2 separate regions of the Astyanax mexicanus genome follow, and region 1 is linked to region 2. The links are chromatin contacts, called in public Hi-C maps. All regions are on one chromosome and are shown on one strand. Each heading gives the region's core, a stretch centred on a gene start, on an enhancer-like site or on the middle of the called end of the contact. The rest is flanking DNA. Distances are from core to core; before and after follow the strand shown. Region 1 holds the start of tfe3a (transcription factor binding to IGHM enhancer 3a). Region 2 holds the start of hcfc1b (host cell factor C1b).

Region 1 (7,241 bases), core at 2,611-5,110, 130 kb before region 2:
GCAGACACTCCCTCTGTTAAAATCTTTGATTCTACTGTCAACAAAATGAATCAATAATTTTGAACCTGACTATCTGCTTGGCCTGTCGTGATAATTACATAAACTTATCGTAAGATGAATTAATATGATGTTAATAGATATTGCCATTGTGGTTTCTTTTGTGTATTTTGGCAGATTTGTTACTTTTGATAAGGCATCCTTTTTCTGTTCTCTCCTCTCGCTCAGATGAGTAGTCGCTAAATTAACAGCATGAATGTCAAGGCCTTAAAAACAGCCTAAGGCCAGAGCAAACATCTGAAAGTGATTTAGTGATTTAGACCTGAATATGCTGTATACGAAAATGTCGCACAACAATTACTAAATTATGTACAAAACCTAAATTACTATTTAGTTTTGGACTGTAAATAAAATGCATTATTTTTCACCCCTGATTCCATTCACAAATCTCAGTACTCTGCAATCCAGGGAAGACCTTCTAGATACTGGATACAGCAGTAGAAGAATTGCTGTGGAGGATTTAATTGTCTTTAGCGATAAGAATGTTGGTCAGGTCAGGATGTTAGATGATTTACAGATTTACATCACTTTTTTTGTATGGCATGGTGCCAATAGGATCATGTATATCTGCCCCAGATCAGAGTCCTATTCAATTGGAATACTTATCTACAGAGAGTAGACAAGCTGTGTTTGTGTGTCAGCAATGTGGGTAACACATAAAGTAGCTGCATGCAATCATTATGTGTCCACAAACATATATATATATATATATATATATATATATATATTTTTTTTTTTTTTTTTTTTTTTTTTTTTTTTTTTTTAATTTAAACATATAAGGTTTCCCATTAGGCCTAGTCTTACAAACTTAATCATTAGGATTCCAGGCTCAATTCCTGCCTGGGAAACTGCCCAAAAGTGTATTCCAAAAACATGTATAAAGCTCAAATCCAAATGAAAAAATGAAGATGTTTTGCGTGATTTAGCAACAGCGAGTTCTGAAACAGTGACACTTGTTGAACTGTGTTGCAAGCAGCACACAATAAAGTGCTGAGTTATCTTCAACAGGCTAAACAGAGCCTTCCAGTCTTTTTGTTCCAGAGCAAATCAACAGATCACCAGAGAAGAAAACCGAGTATCATCATGTCTGCAAACAAAGTCTCCCACAATCCCCCAGCCTGTGTAAATAGAGCGATTTCAAGCTGCATTCTGATGTTTCTTATCTCACAGCTTCTTATTAGGCTAGTGAGCATTAACCCTTTAAGGCTAAGTGCATCATATTTAACACAGATTAGAGTTTCCGAGACAGTGCTTTAGTGGCAGAAAGAAATTACTCATATATGAAATAAGAAACTAAGAGAGGAACCAAGATTCAAAAAAGGAACTCATCCTCCTCTGTACGACACCAGATAACACACACATAAAAGCAGAACAACAAGAATAGCTGGACAGAAGTGTGAGATAATGAAGAGCTGTAGTTTATGAAAAAGCACATTATGACTTACAAGCATCATGAGAGAATAAGGGTGAGGTTCCAACACAAATGTATGAAATTAATTAACTAAAACACATCATTAAATGCTGACATTTTTTTAATCTTACCTGTATCTACATCCTAAATGCTTTTACAGAAGGAATTTTTTATATAGCACTCATATGTTGAGTTATATAACATTTAATGTTGAGAAATGAAGTAGAAGTACTAAAATGCTATATCTGTATCTACTGAAGTATTATTTTTACTTCTAGGTACTGACAGTAGAATAAAACCAGACTGGAACATGTTCAGCAGTGTCCATGCACACCAGCTGTTCACTGTCTTTAACACTAGACCAGATAAAGCTACTGACTCACTGACATTAGATTCACTTTCAAATCACGGAAACAACACACCAAAAACTCAACCTATCCTTTATATTTGACAATATTTGATTAACTTTATATCCCTGTATCACATGTCACACCATGTTTATTGTTTAAAATATGCAATAAAAATGTTTTGTTTAATGTTCTTTGCTATCAGAGGATAGTTTAGGATTTAAAATGATAAAATCAGCAACCAACAACAATCAAAAACATGCAGCAGCATGCAGGATGTGGGTGTAGAGATGAGAGAGACAGATGATACACAAGTGGCTTCACAAAGTGACTCACCTGAGATGTAAAACCAGAGATGTATAGTATAGTAACAAAGTAGACGTACTACAATGCTGTATCTGTATCTACTGGAGTATTATTATTACTTCTAGTTACTAACAACAGAATATAACCAGACTGGAACATGTTCAGCATATTCATTCACACCAGCTGGTCACTGTCTTTAACACTAGAACGGATAAAGCTACTGACTCACTGACACTAGTTTCACTCTCAAATGATTACATCCCAAGTCCATTTCACAATGGAGTTTTCCTTTAAAATATGCATCCAAAAAGTTTTTCATGTTTTATTTAATGTTATTTGCTATCAAAGAGATGGTTTAGGATTTAAAAGTATAAAATCAGCAATCAACAACATCTGGCAGCATGCAGTATGTGAGTATAGAGATGATACAGACAGATAGATGAAACACAAATGGCTTCACCCAGAGACTCACCTGAGATGTAAAACCAGAGATGTATAATACAATAACGAAGTAGAAGTACTAAAATTCTGTATCTGTATCTACTGCAGTATTATTTTCACTTTTAGTTACTAACAACAGAATATAACCAGACTGGAACATGTTCAGCAGTATCCATGCACACCAGCTGTTCACTGTCTTTAACACTAGACCAGATAAAGCTACTGACTCACTGACATTAGTTTCACTTTCAAATCACGGAAACAACACACCAAAAACTCAACCTATCCTTTATATTTGAGAATATTTTATTAACTTTACATCCCAAGTCGATTTCACACTGGAGTTTTCTTTTAAAATATATGCATTAATGTTTTATTTAATGTTATTTGCTATTAAAGGGATGGTTCAGGAATTTGATAAAAAAATGATAAAATCAGTTTGGGAAAATTAATTAATGTACGATTTTCCTGTATATTGCAATTACTTTGAAACCAAATAAAACGTTAAATAGAAAAAATATATAAAATCAACAATCAACAACATGCAGCAGCATGCAGGATGTGGGTATAGTGGGTATAGAGATGGTACAGACAGATAGATGATACACTCAGAGACTCACCTGATGAGATTCAGAGACTCAGCGGAGGAATCCAAAATCACGAACACGGTCTGGGGCTGCTGCTGCCCGGGAACCACGACCTGACTGATGCTCTTCTGCGCTGCTGGAGCCTGGAGATACCCCTGTCCTTCCCCCTGCTCCTGCCCTGCTGCCACAGACAGGCTAGACATCTCTAAACACAGCGGAGCCTCCTCTTACTACTAATACTACTACTGCTGCTGCCTCCAGAACACTAACTACAAAAATAATCCCAATACAGCTCATATAAAACTCTCCCTGCACACTGATACTGACCTTACTCAATATACACGCGAGTTATACAGCCTTTTATAACTGTCTAACTAAATAAAAGCGCTTAAACAGAGAGTTTTAATTGTTTTTAGTCTGTTAGTAGTACGTAGCTAAAACTGAGTAAACAGATTGTTTGTATGAATCACGCCCCGGTAAAACAAGACAAGACAATTAAAAAAAGAGAAATAACAGGTCGATATCTGTCATCAGCTATGCATCTACAAGCTAAAACACGCGCCTACAGTCTGTGTAAGTAGTTTATCTCGCACTGACAGCCGATTTCGCTCTATTTACCCGCTAAAACACCGATAAACTAGCGCACTAAAGCCCCCGCAGTCCGTCCGAACAGCTCGTGCCCTGCACCCGTTACTCAGCTCCAGCCTGAGGTCCGCGCAGGGGATGGAGAGCCACAGAGTCTCTACAGAGGAGAACACCCACATATCAACGTCTTCAGTTCTGTTCGTCCAATCAGCAGAGGGCACTCACGAGTAGTCAGAAAAAATGAATGAGTTCATACAGTGTATATTTTATAAATTAAACAATACAAATATTACTAATTTTATCAACACAGAGCAATATCAAAATCTTTCAGTACGGCAGGCATCATTTTAAAGTTTATAAATAATTTTTTATCCCAATTTTGCTAGGCCAACTTTCCCTACTCAGCTGCATATCCACATCACTTGTGATGCCACAATACAAGGAGGGAAAAGACCAGCACATACGTATGTGAAGTCAGAAACCCCGCCTCTTTTCCAACTGCCAAGTAGCATCACAGCACACTCGGAGGAAAGCGCAGCGACTCGGTTCTGATACATCAGCTCACAGACGCAGCCTTGTGCTGATTGACATCACCCTAGGAGTGATGAGGGGAAAGAGCGCCATCTACTGTACCCACCCAGAGAGACCAAAGCTGTGACCAAAACTGTGCTCTCTTGGAGCTCTGGCAGCTGATGGCAAGCTACATGGAGTTATACACCTTTTAAAACCAGAGGTGTACAGTATAATAGTATAGTAGTATTCAAGGATTCTTGAACACAATGTTGATGTTTTTCACTTGACGATTGAAGTAGAACTACTTCACTAGCTACTCTACTTAAGTACTGTGTTAAATATGATGTACCTACTGAAGACCTTAATAAGTTGTGGCCATGCCTTAATTATCTCATTCCCACACCTTAGGATCTCCTTCCCGCGCCTTAATTATTTGTGGCCATGCCTTAATCATCTCATTTCCACGCCTTAGGATCTCATTCCAACGCCTTATTTAGTTGTGGGCATGCATTATTAATATATGTATATATATATATATATATACATATATTTATTTATTTATTTATTTTTACATAATGTCACCTTAGGGGCTCCGTATATTGGATTTAATAGCTTAATACTTTCTAATCTACTTTCTAAAATTAAAGAAATATCCCAGATAAATGTATTATATTGTAATTTTGAGTTTTTAGCCCAGCTGTCAGTTTTTAGTACTGCCGGGTACGTGCCTGGCACTGCAGACCCACCACTGCCGCCCGTCTCCCGGCAGGCAAAGATCCAACCCCAACTGCCCTTTAACTCCATTTACTCTCATTTATTGAGGACTCGCTCGCGGGCTCTCTCTAGCGGTTCTCAGTCTCGTGCTGATATAACAGGTTAGATTACGGGATAGTGGGCAGTCTCGCCATAAACTATCTGTGGCCTGAGCTCAGCGCCGGAGTGGGAAAACCCCCGACGTGACGTTGTTACCTAGAGACGTCTGATCACCCGAGGTTGCCTGACAGCGGAGTTATCCAATAGTCGTTCAGCCTGGGCGGGGCTTATTCTGTCCGCGCCAATAGGATGATGACCAGCGCGGCTTGTTTACTTCAGCGGTTGCGGCTGGGTCTTGTTTCTGGAGTCTCCCCGCATTAACACGTTTAGTACTTTCACTGATGCAACTCAGCCGGTTTTAGCATCATAAATGTTTATAAAATGAGCTCATGGATTTGTTATCACCTGAGCTGAAGGAGGAAACTGTGAGGAAAATGCGACAGATGAGGGGTGGGGGTTATAATAGGAGCAATTCTGTCTAAAGTTTCATCATCCTTTTATAATCAGTGGCAGACTGTTGTGAAATAAATCAGGCTGTCTGAGAGGCAGAATCAAAACAATATACACATGTTCATAACAGATTCTCTACTGGTAGAGCAGAAAGGCACTCATATATGGTCACTGATTAAGACATATTATTAAAAATCTTTAACATCAGGACACATCATCATAATTTATTGAAATAAGGAGCACACTGCCGACACTCTTTTTTATTTTTAGATTTAAAAAAAGCCCTTAAAGTAATGCAAGATGTGGGGACAAGGTAATGAATCCATTCTACCTGTGTAGATCTATACAAGCCCCTAAAGAAACGTGCTGTATAAATAAAAATAATGAGTGGCCTCAACTTAGTAAGGAGAATAGTATAGGAATGAGAACGTAATGTATGGCCACACCTTACGCAAACCATACACTAAACTTCGAAAAGACTCTTAAGACTGTTAATAGACTAAAGCCCTATCCTGATGGAATTAGTGTCTCAAGGGGTCCTGGGGTCATTTTACCTTTTATGGGGGTCCTCTGTGATTTTATTCCCGTCCAGAACGACCATGTGTGTGTTTTTCTCAGACGTCCTCTGAAAAAATTACAGGCTGAATGATCTACTGTTTTTCGCTGAACTCCGTGGTGCACTGTGGTAATTTTAGTCCCATCTGGACTCACATCTCTGAGTTTCATCTCCTCACGTTTAATAAAATAGCTATTTATCTACTGCCACGCATCGTATTTACACTTTGGGTGTGCGTTTTCACAGAGATCCAGGTAAACACAACAGCCAGTGGAAATGGAGGAGCTACTGAACGCGATGTCATGTGACTAAGAAAGCCAAAAAACTCACTGGTCAATTGCAGTCTGGATGAATCAGTTTAATCACTGAGTGAAAGTGTGAAATATGTTTCACAGACATCCCCCTGAGAAACTAGACAAGTCAAGACAAGACAAGTCACAGACTTTTAGTCACAGACTAAGATTTAGCAAAGACTGGGGATCAGAGTCAAGACTGCAACTACATTTTTGCGAGACTGCAATTAGATTAGTTCAGAGATTATTACTCATCATGCTTCTGATGGAGTTTAGAAGGGAGAAAAGCAGTATACAATGGAGCAAAAAACAGAATGTGTGTGAATGTGTTCCGTGTGTGGCCATCGATGGGTTAACTGCAGAGGTTAAAATCAGTTGTAGAGTTGTGTGATGATTCTTAGGTGTGTTTCTAACTCTAATATAATGTTTATCTCCAGAGGAAGACTGTTGACCACGGTCATAAACTAATACATATTCATTGTAGTGAACCCTTAAGACCTTGTTCATTATTAACAAGAGGTTATATCAGCAGATACGATAAACATCATCAGTTATATAATGATACACTGTATTTTATGGAAATGAAATGAACTGAGAGTCTCAAATACTGTTTTTTCTTACTTTATTTCATAAACATTTTCATGATCTTGCACAGATTTATTTGGGTTATCGACATACAATGGTACCCAGTGGCCTGCCACTAATATAATTAACGATAATAATTAGAATAGTACTTGAAATAACAGTAATACTCGTCATGTGTACAGCAAATTTATACAGATTCCACACCAGAGGAAAAGTCATGAGAAGTGATTCCGTATATCGTGTTGTATGGCTTGGCTGGTACGGCAAGACAACTAAACCAAGGCCTCATTACGTCAG
Region 2 (7,261 bases), core at 4,114-6,613:
CAGACCAGTAAATCTCAGCCGTGGTCTGGTGGACACAGTGACATTAAGACCACGCAATCCAGCAACTTCTCAGAAGTCACAACGTGTCCAACCAGCTGCAGCTCAGGTAACAGCTTTAAGATGTGTTTTACAGAAGTACTTTCTCTTATTATTTTTCTTTGTTTCCTTTTTTTTAGCTTGGCAGTTGTGGCTGGAAATAAAGCTTTATATTCCAAAACGAATCCAAATTCTTCCCAGATCGTTGAACTACAAATTACATTGTTTTATGATTTTTTAGGGAAACTCAGTCAATGATTTCTGGATGTCTGGATCATGATGTCTGGATATTGATAGCTGTTTTTAAAAGCAAGCATTAATAATTTTACACTATAAATATTAATATTTCACAGTATTGTGATATTTTGTTTTGCAATATTGTATCAATTCTCAAAACACAGTATTAGTTTTTAATATTTGTTTTGTCTCAATGATGATCTGATGGACTTTGGTTTATTTAAAACCACATTTCCTGATAGATTGTTCTGACTAGATAATTCTCCTGGATAGTCTTTTTATAATTTCTTTTACTAATTTTATATAAAAAAATGTTATGGTGGACTGATGCTATACTATGATAGTTGCCAATTTTTTAAATATAAAAAAAAATCCAACTACATACAATCTGTCCAGTAAAAGGAGACTCCACTCATGTTGTACTACAGTCTGCTAATTAAAAGTAGACTATGCAACAAACACCACAGAGTTTGGACTCTTGTCCAGACTTTCAGGTCTGAACCCAGACTTTAAAAGTGTAACCCTTTTCACCCTGTGAATTTTCTACCTTTCTCTTTGCAGATAACAGAGTTATTATTAATTCAGTCAGAAAGCGGTTTGTTGAGAAAATGGTACTCTATGAGGAAGGCAGAATCCCAACCTCAGACCTCCTCTCATCCGCAGCTCCGTCATGTAAGTCCTCAAAAAGCTCAGGAATAAAAGTGTAGATTGCACTTCAGATAATTATACCTGATTAAAGAATGAGTGTGTGCTGAAGGAGGAGGACATAAACACACTTTTAGATGCATACAGAATATTTTTGGGGTGTTTTTGTGTGTAAATGAATAGGAATTTGATTTTGATCTCACCAGTGGGACAAATATAGCACAGATTTTTTTTAAATCTTTGAGGACCAGCCTGATTACATCACCAATGAGATCCCAAAGCTTTACAGGGAAATGTCACTGTTTATACTCTACTGCAAGAAGGCACACTGATACACACTTATTAAAGATTTAAAGAAACCTGGTGTGTTTAACTTGGACTAAAATATTCACCTGGCGTCAAACATCATCATTGAATGTTGCTACAATTTAGGTTAAATTGGGTTGATATTTTATAAATGCAAATAACCCCGGGCCTTTTATTTCCTTTAATTATCATGATGTAACAAGTGAACAGGCCAAATCTGGCATTGAAACTGCTAATCAGTTAGTTGTACAGGTAATTGTTAATAAGGAGGTCTGTGTACCTTTTGGTCAATTTTTTTTTTTTTTTTTTTTAAACATTATAATGTTTTTAAAAAAATATAAAACAGTATTTTTACCTGTACTACCTGACAATAAATATTGATCTCCATAGTAAATTGAATTGTTCAACATATTTTAAAACTAAAACTGTCCATTGCATTATTATTATTTTTTTTTTTTATATATATATATATATAATTCTTCCCATTTTCTCCCCAATTTACACTGCCAATTACCCAACCTACTCATTAGGACTCCCCCTATCACTAGTGATGCCCCAACACACCAGGAGGGTGAAGACTAACATGCTTCCTCAGATACATGTGAAGTCAGCCACCGCTTCTTTTCGAGCTGCTGCTAATGCAGCATTGCCAGCAGCCGGTTCTGATACATCAGCTCACAGACGCCCTGTGCTGTGGACACCGTAGGAGTGATGTGGGCTGAGAGCACCATCTACCCACCCGGAGGGAGCAGGGCCAATTGTGCTTCCTCTGAGCGCCTGCAGCTTGATGGCAAAGCTGCTTGAGCTGGGGTTCGAACCTGCGACCTCCCACTCATAGTGGCAGTGCTTTAGACCACTGGACCGCTCGGTGCATTATTTTAATAACTTCTGTTCTGTTCCTTTGCAGACGGAGCATTCAATTCTGAAAGAAGAGAACCGGAAGAGAGTGATGAGTCTGCTAGTAATTTGGGATGATGCTCTGGATCGGATGTGGAGTGACTTGTGCACTTCCGAGGACAACACTCAAGGAAATCGGACAGAAAGAGCTGTTCCAGGTTTCCCAGCATCAAAGTTCTCAAGGCCAAATGGTGACCAGCTGAAAGTTTTGTTTGATAGTTTGAGTTTGGCCACTGTTGTTTACTACTGAAGCACAGAGTGTATAATTTATTGGACCGACTGAAGTATGTGGCATAATATGGTACCTGTATCTGTTTTGGTACAAAAGTCCATTATATTGTTTTGGTGGAAGATGAGTGAGGCCATGTTAACTGCTTAGTCAGCTGAGATTTGCAAGTCACTGTTACTGGAGCTGAAAACAACTATGGGATGTCTTTATTTCTTCCTGTACATTATACACGATACCATTCCTTTATTCTTTAAGAAAAACTCCACTGCTATGGATCAGGCTGGCCTGCATCACTAAGTGTGTTTGTTTTCTTTTCGACTGCGATGTGCAGAAGAAATTTATGTATTATTGTATTGTATTGTATTGTTGGAAGGTATTGTTTATACTGTGACTTTCATATTGCAACAATTGCACCAAACATAACATTATGACCACCTCCTTATTTCTACATTATCGATTCTTCAGCTCCGCTGAGCATGTTGCATTACGTTACATTACATTAGGCAAACGCTTTTATCCAAAGTGACTAACAAATAATGTGCATTTAGCAATAAAAGGCATAGAAGTTGAAGGTAAAAAACATGGGCAGCATCCTGTGGGCAGCATCCTCTAACCGCTAATGAAGGACCATACAATAACCAACACACACTGTGCAGCAACAGATTCAGAGATTCTCTCTCTGACTTTACTTTATCTACAACAGGGGTTGGCAATAAGCAGAGAGATGTGGTCTGCAGGCATGACACCTCTTGCCCATGAGGTCCTTTGAACTATAATTGAACGATAAAGGAAAAATAATAATAATAAAATGCTTCTCTGGTGAGCTTTTGTTTACATTCCTCCCCTGTCTCTCTCTGTCGTGCTCGGCATGACTTTAGTTACCGCCCGTTCTTGTTCTCCCGATCTCCTTAAAAGGATTTTTTTTGGCCCCAGCCGTGTCCCAATTCACTAGCCGGGGCAGCGGTAGTGTATTGGACCGTGAACCTGAGGATGCAAGGAAACAGAAGAACTACAGTCTCTAATTACAAAACTACAAAGTGCTGCTATAGAAACAAACAGAAAAAGGCGGTTATAATCTTATGCTTGATCAATGTATATAGCTAATATCTCTTTACAGTAAAAGGGGAAAAAAATCTTAACTTTTAATGCAAGGCAATGTAAAAAGATTTCATTCCAAGTAATTTTGGAGATTAGAAATTGGTCCATTTATCATGAAACTGATGCAATATAAAGAGCTACTTTCAGATTCAGATTATGTCTCAGATTACAAGGACAGCATTGCATTACATTTTAAATATTTTCTGACTGTTTTAAGGTTAACATGTACACAAGTCGAGGTTAATAGTATATACATTCACTGATTGGTGACTGATGAATCTGTAATTAAAATCTAGCTGTGTTAATTTTTTAATATTAGTTTACACTTTTGCAGTTTATATTATATTCAAAATGCCTCCCATCATAAACATGGACTTCATGATTTACCTAGATCATGAATTCGACAAGCACATTCTAAACAAGTTATTCATGTTTAACTCAGATTTATTTTTTCCCTAAATCTGACTTTCTTTTGTGTACAGGGTGAGTCAAAATTTGTAGGACATTCATTAATTTCAGAAACGAAAGGGACAAGGTCCAGCAGCGTTTGTCTCACCCTGTATTTATACAACAGCACTGAAATTACTATGCGCTGAATATGTAAATACTTTAGGTACAACATTATTACTAATTACTTTGCAGTATTTATGTACTACACAAGGTACTTCATGTTTAATAAATGGTTATTACTTATTGAAACTGTTGTCCTGTGTGCTGAAGCTTGGTCAATTGTACTGTGTGGAAAACCTGGATTTGAAATTTCTTGTTGCAGTTTTGCTGTTCATCTGCTGTGTTATGGTAAATTATCTTAAAGGTTTATATCTATTTTACACTTTTATATGTTTTCTGAAAAACAGAAAATGTGTGAAAATAAACTGATAAACTTTAAACTGACCAGTAGATGGCCAGTGTAACATTTTGCAGTTAAATTCTCAGATTTGTTTGATTTAAAAATAGATCAAATAAAATAGATGAAAATGGTTTTCATCTATTTTTACAGTTTTCTATTTTGTATTTCAGAATATTTACTTATAAAAATATTATACATTTTTACAAATTAATATAAAACTATTTTTCTATTATTAGCTTGTATGAAAGCTTGAATGTTATACCATCATTTTGTTAATAGATGGAAAAATCTGATTATTTTTACTGAAATTCTGATTACGAGGGGCAGAAATGAAAAGCCTGAAATTTTCTCCTTTCTCCATTTCTCCTTTATTGTATTGGCTAAATGGGAAAAAAAAATCTCAAAAGTTTTTTTTTTTCATGTTTCCATATTTGGTATAGTGAAGTAAAAATGGGTTTCATCTATTTTTACAGTTTTCTAGTTGTTTTTATTAATGTATTTCACAAACAGAATATTCAATTATAAAAAATATACATTTTTTATTATATAGATTTACTTACTTACTACTTTATTGTATGAAAAATGTATGGAAAAATCAGATTATTTTCTGAAACACCCTCCCCCCCTTAAGTATAGTAAAGAAAACATGTTTTTCTATTATTTTTATAGTTTTCTATTCAATTTTTATAAAAACAAACAAAATATTTAATTATAGATAATTCAATATTTGTAAATTAGACATTTTTACATATTAATATATAAAACAAATCTCGATTATCTGATTTTTAATTAAAATATCTTTTATGAAAAAAGCAGGTTAAATGTTTTTGTCAGATTTTTTCCTAAAATTTTGATTATGGGGACAGACTGGAAAAACGGATGAAACCCCATTTCTCCTTTATTATACTGACTAAATGTGGAAAAAACACAAAGTTTTACATCTATTTTTCTAGTTTAGCTTCATATATTAGGAACATTAAAGTGATAAAGATTTGTTTTACTGATCCAGCAGCAGCAGTAGAGGCAGCGGCAGTGTTTCGCCATCTGCACTAGGGGCTGAGGGCAACAGAAGCAGGGGCAGTTAATTACCGAGGGGCTGTTAAGAAGATGGCGGCTTCCTGGGCGGCATGAAAGGATGTAGAGTTAGCAATATCTGCAGGAAAAAAGACGTGCTCGGGGTTGAATTCGTTTACTGAGTCTCTCCCTCGATTGTTTCTTTTTAAAATAGCAGCTCTGACCGAGTAAGTATCCCGCGATTCGGGGTGATCGCTGGCGCCGGGGTTTTAGTTTGCAGCGTTTCTGATGACGGCTAACGGTGCGGCCGCCATTTTTAGTGAGGGAAGCTAAGCGAGAAGTCAGGGGGCAAAACGATCATTTTGAGGGGAATTGGGAAATCCCAGTACTGCCACTTTCCATGATAAGAGTTAATAAAAGGCACTGAAATTAAAATCCGTGGCGTTTCTCTGTCGCGCTGCTTGTTTTTGGTCGGTTTTACGGGGCTAGCTGTTCAGCCCCGCTGGCTGTCGCACCACAAACCCTGCAGAGTTCGGCTAACTAGCTAGCTTAGCGTAGTTGCTAGCCTGTAGCTAGCTACCCGGGGTAAATTCATTAAATTTCGGTGCTTAATGTAATCAGCCGCGGCCAGTCCGGCCAGTATGCGCTTTAAGATGCAGAAAACGCGCAAATTTCATTTAGTTAAATTAGTCTAACGCCATGCTTTGTGGAGAATAAGTGCCGGACCCGGGGAGGCGGTTAGCGCGCAGGCTAGCGCAGTCTGGAGATTGTTTGGTTCTTGTGGAGATGGCGGCTCCCACACAGCGCAGGCATGAAACCCGAGCGGCAGAAACAGTGAAGAAATGCGTTACTTGCGCGACAAAATACAATACAAAATAAGAACACGAACACTAAAACATTAACAATGGGAATAAATACGTAAATGCGAAAAAGTAAAAGCCCTTTTTTAATTCAACCACGTTGCGTTTTATTGAATTTTTTCCGCTTCAGCACAAAAAAATGGAAAGGGTCTGTGTGTAGTTGAGCTCACCGCCCATTTTTAATTCTGACTTTTTAGCACAGCATCTCCTATTAGCTTAGCCCAGCTCAGCCTTTAGCCGCAGCTAAGCTAGCTGCCTTATTATCCCTCCCCACACACTAGCGGCTCCGGTTGGTTAGTTGTTGTTAGCAGAAGCTACAAAATGTCGGCGGCAGAAAATGGAAATTGAGTGGCAAATCCAGATCCAGGAAAGTAGAAATCCACCCCGGGATTTTAGCGAATAAACCTAGCTGTTTCATTTACATCTAGAACTTGGGATAAAACTGGGTCTAAAATATGACAACAACATGTAAAAACAATTTGCTAAATGTATAGCTAGCTGTATTTTGTGGTTTGAATTGTGGTCAGACATCTGTTATTATATAAGGTCAGATATTTTTAATCTAACTGGGTTATGTGTAGTTTATATCTCGAGCTTGTATGATGGCTATAAAAGTTAGGTGGTAACTTTAGTAATTTAATATGTTGTAGATTATATACAAGTCTTATAGCTAATTCTTCTACTTAAGTTAAATGCTGTTTTTTATATTTATGCTATGGTGTTCATTATTGCAATGTGTTTGAAATTAGCAAGAAAATTGAAAGCGAGATAAATTGGAAACATTTATAACTATGACTGAGTCTAGCTATAAAGCGAGGCAATTCTGGAATAATATACGGTATTAGTGAACGAACTAATAAAATAGCTTAGATTAGTGTTGCTAGATTGTTAGACATCATTACAGAAGTTAATGTAACTCTTACTAGTCGTATGCTATCAGTTATGTAGTTACGCAGAATTGTACCAAACTATACTTAAATACTTAGTACTTAGTTCTGACATTTTCTTTAGGATTATATAGTATTTCTATGTAAATTGATTAATCCTACAAGTAGGATAACATATCTTAAATGTAATAGTTTTTGTAAC

Evidence for each region. Hi-C and Micro-C count contacts between places; a contact is called where the count stands out from the background.
Region 1: a contact with region 2 is called in a Hi-C map of muscle, with 4 times the contacts expected there. The contact joins the promoter of tfe3a here to the promoter of hcfc1b in region 2. A contact is called at or near these places in 2 of 3 Hi-C or Micro-C datasets (both in muscle).

What each region holds. Positions count from the first base shown.
Region 1 is chr12:4,231,205-4,238,445 of AstMex3_surface, reverse strand. tfe3a (transcription factor binding to IGHM enhancer 3a) reads right to left here and starts at 3,860. Exons shown (of 10, transcript XM_007245831.4): 1 at 3,183-3,860. The coding sequence starts at 3,352.
Region 2 is chr12:4,101,022-4,108,282 of AstMex3_surface, reverse strand. It overlaps hcfc1b (host cell factor C1b), which reads left to right and starts at 5,363. Exons shown (of 28, transcript XM_022670864.2): 1 at 5,363-5,539. It overlaps irak1 (interleukin-1 receptor-associated kinase 1), which reads left to right. Exons shown (of 14, transcript XM_022670861.2): 12 at 1-106; 13 at 835-945; 14 at 2,132-4,152. The coding sequence ends at 2,199.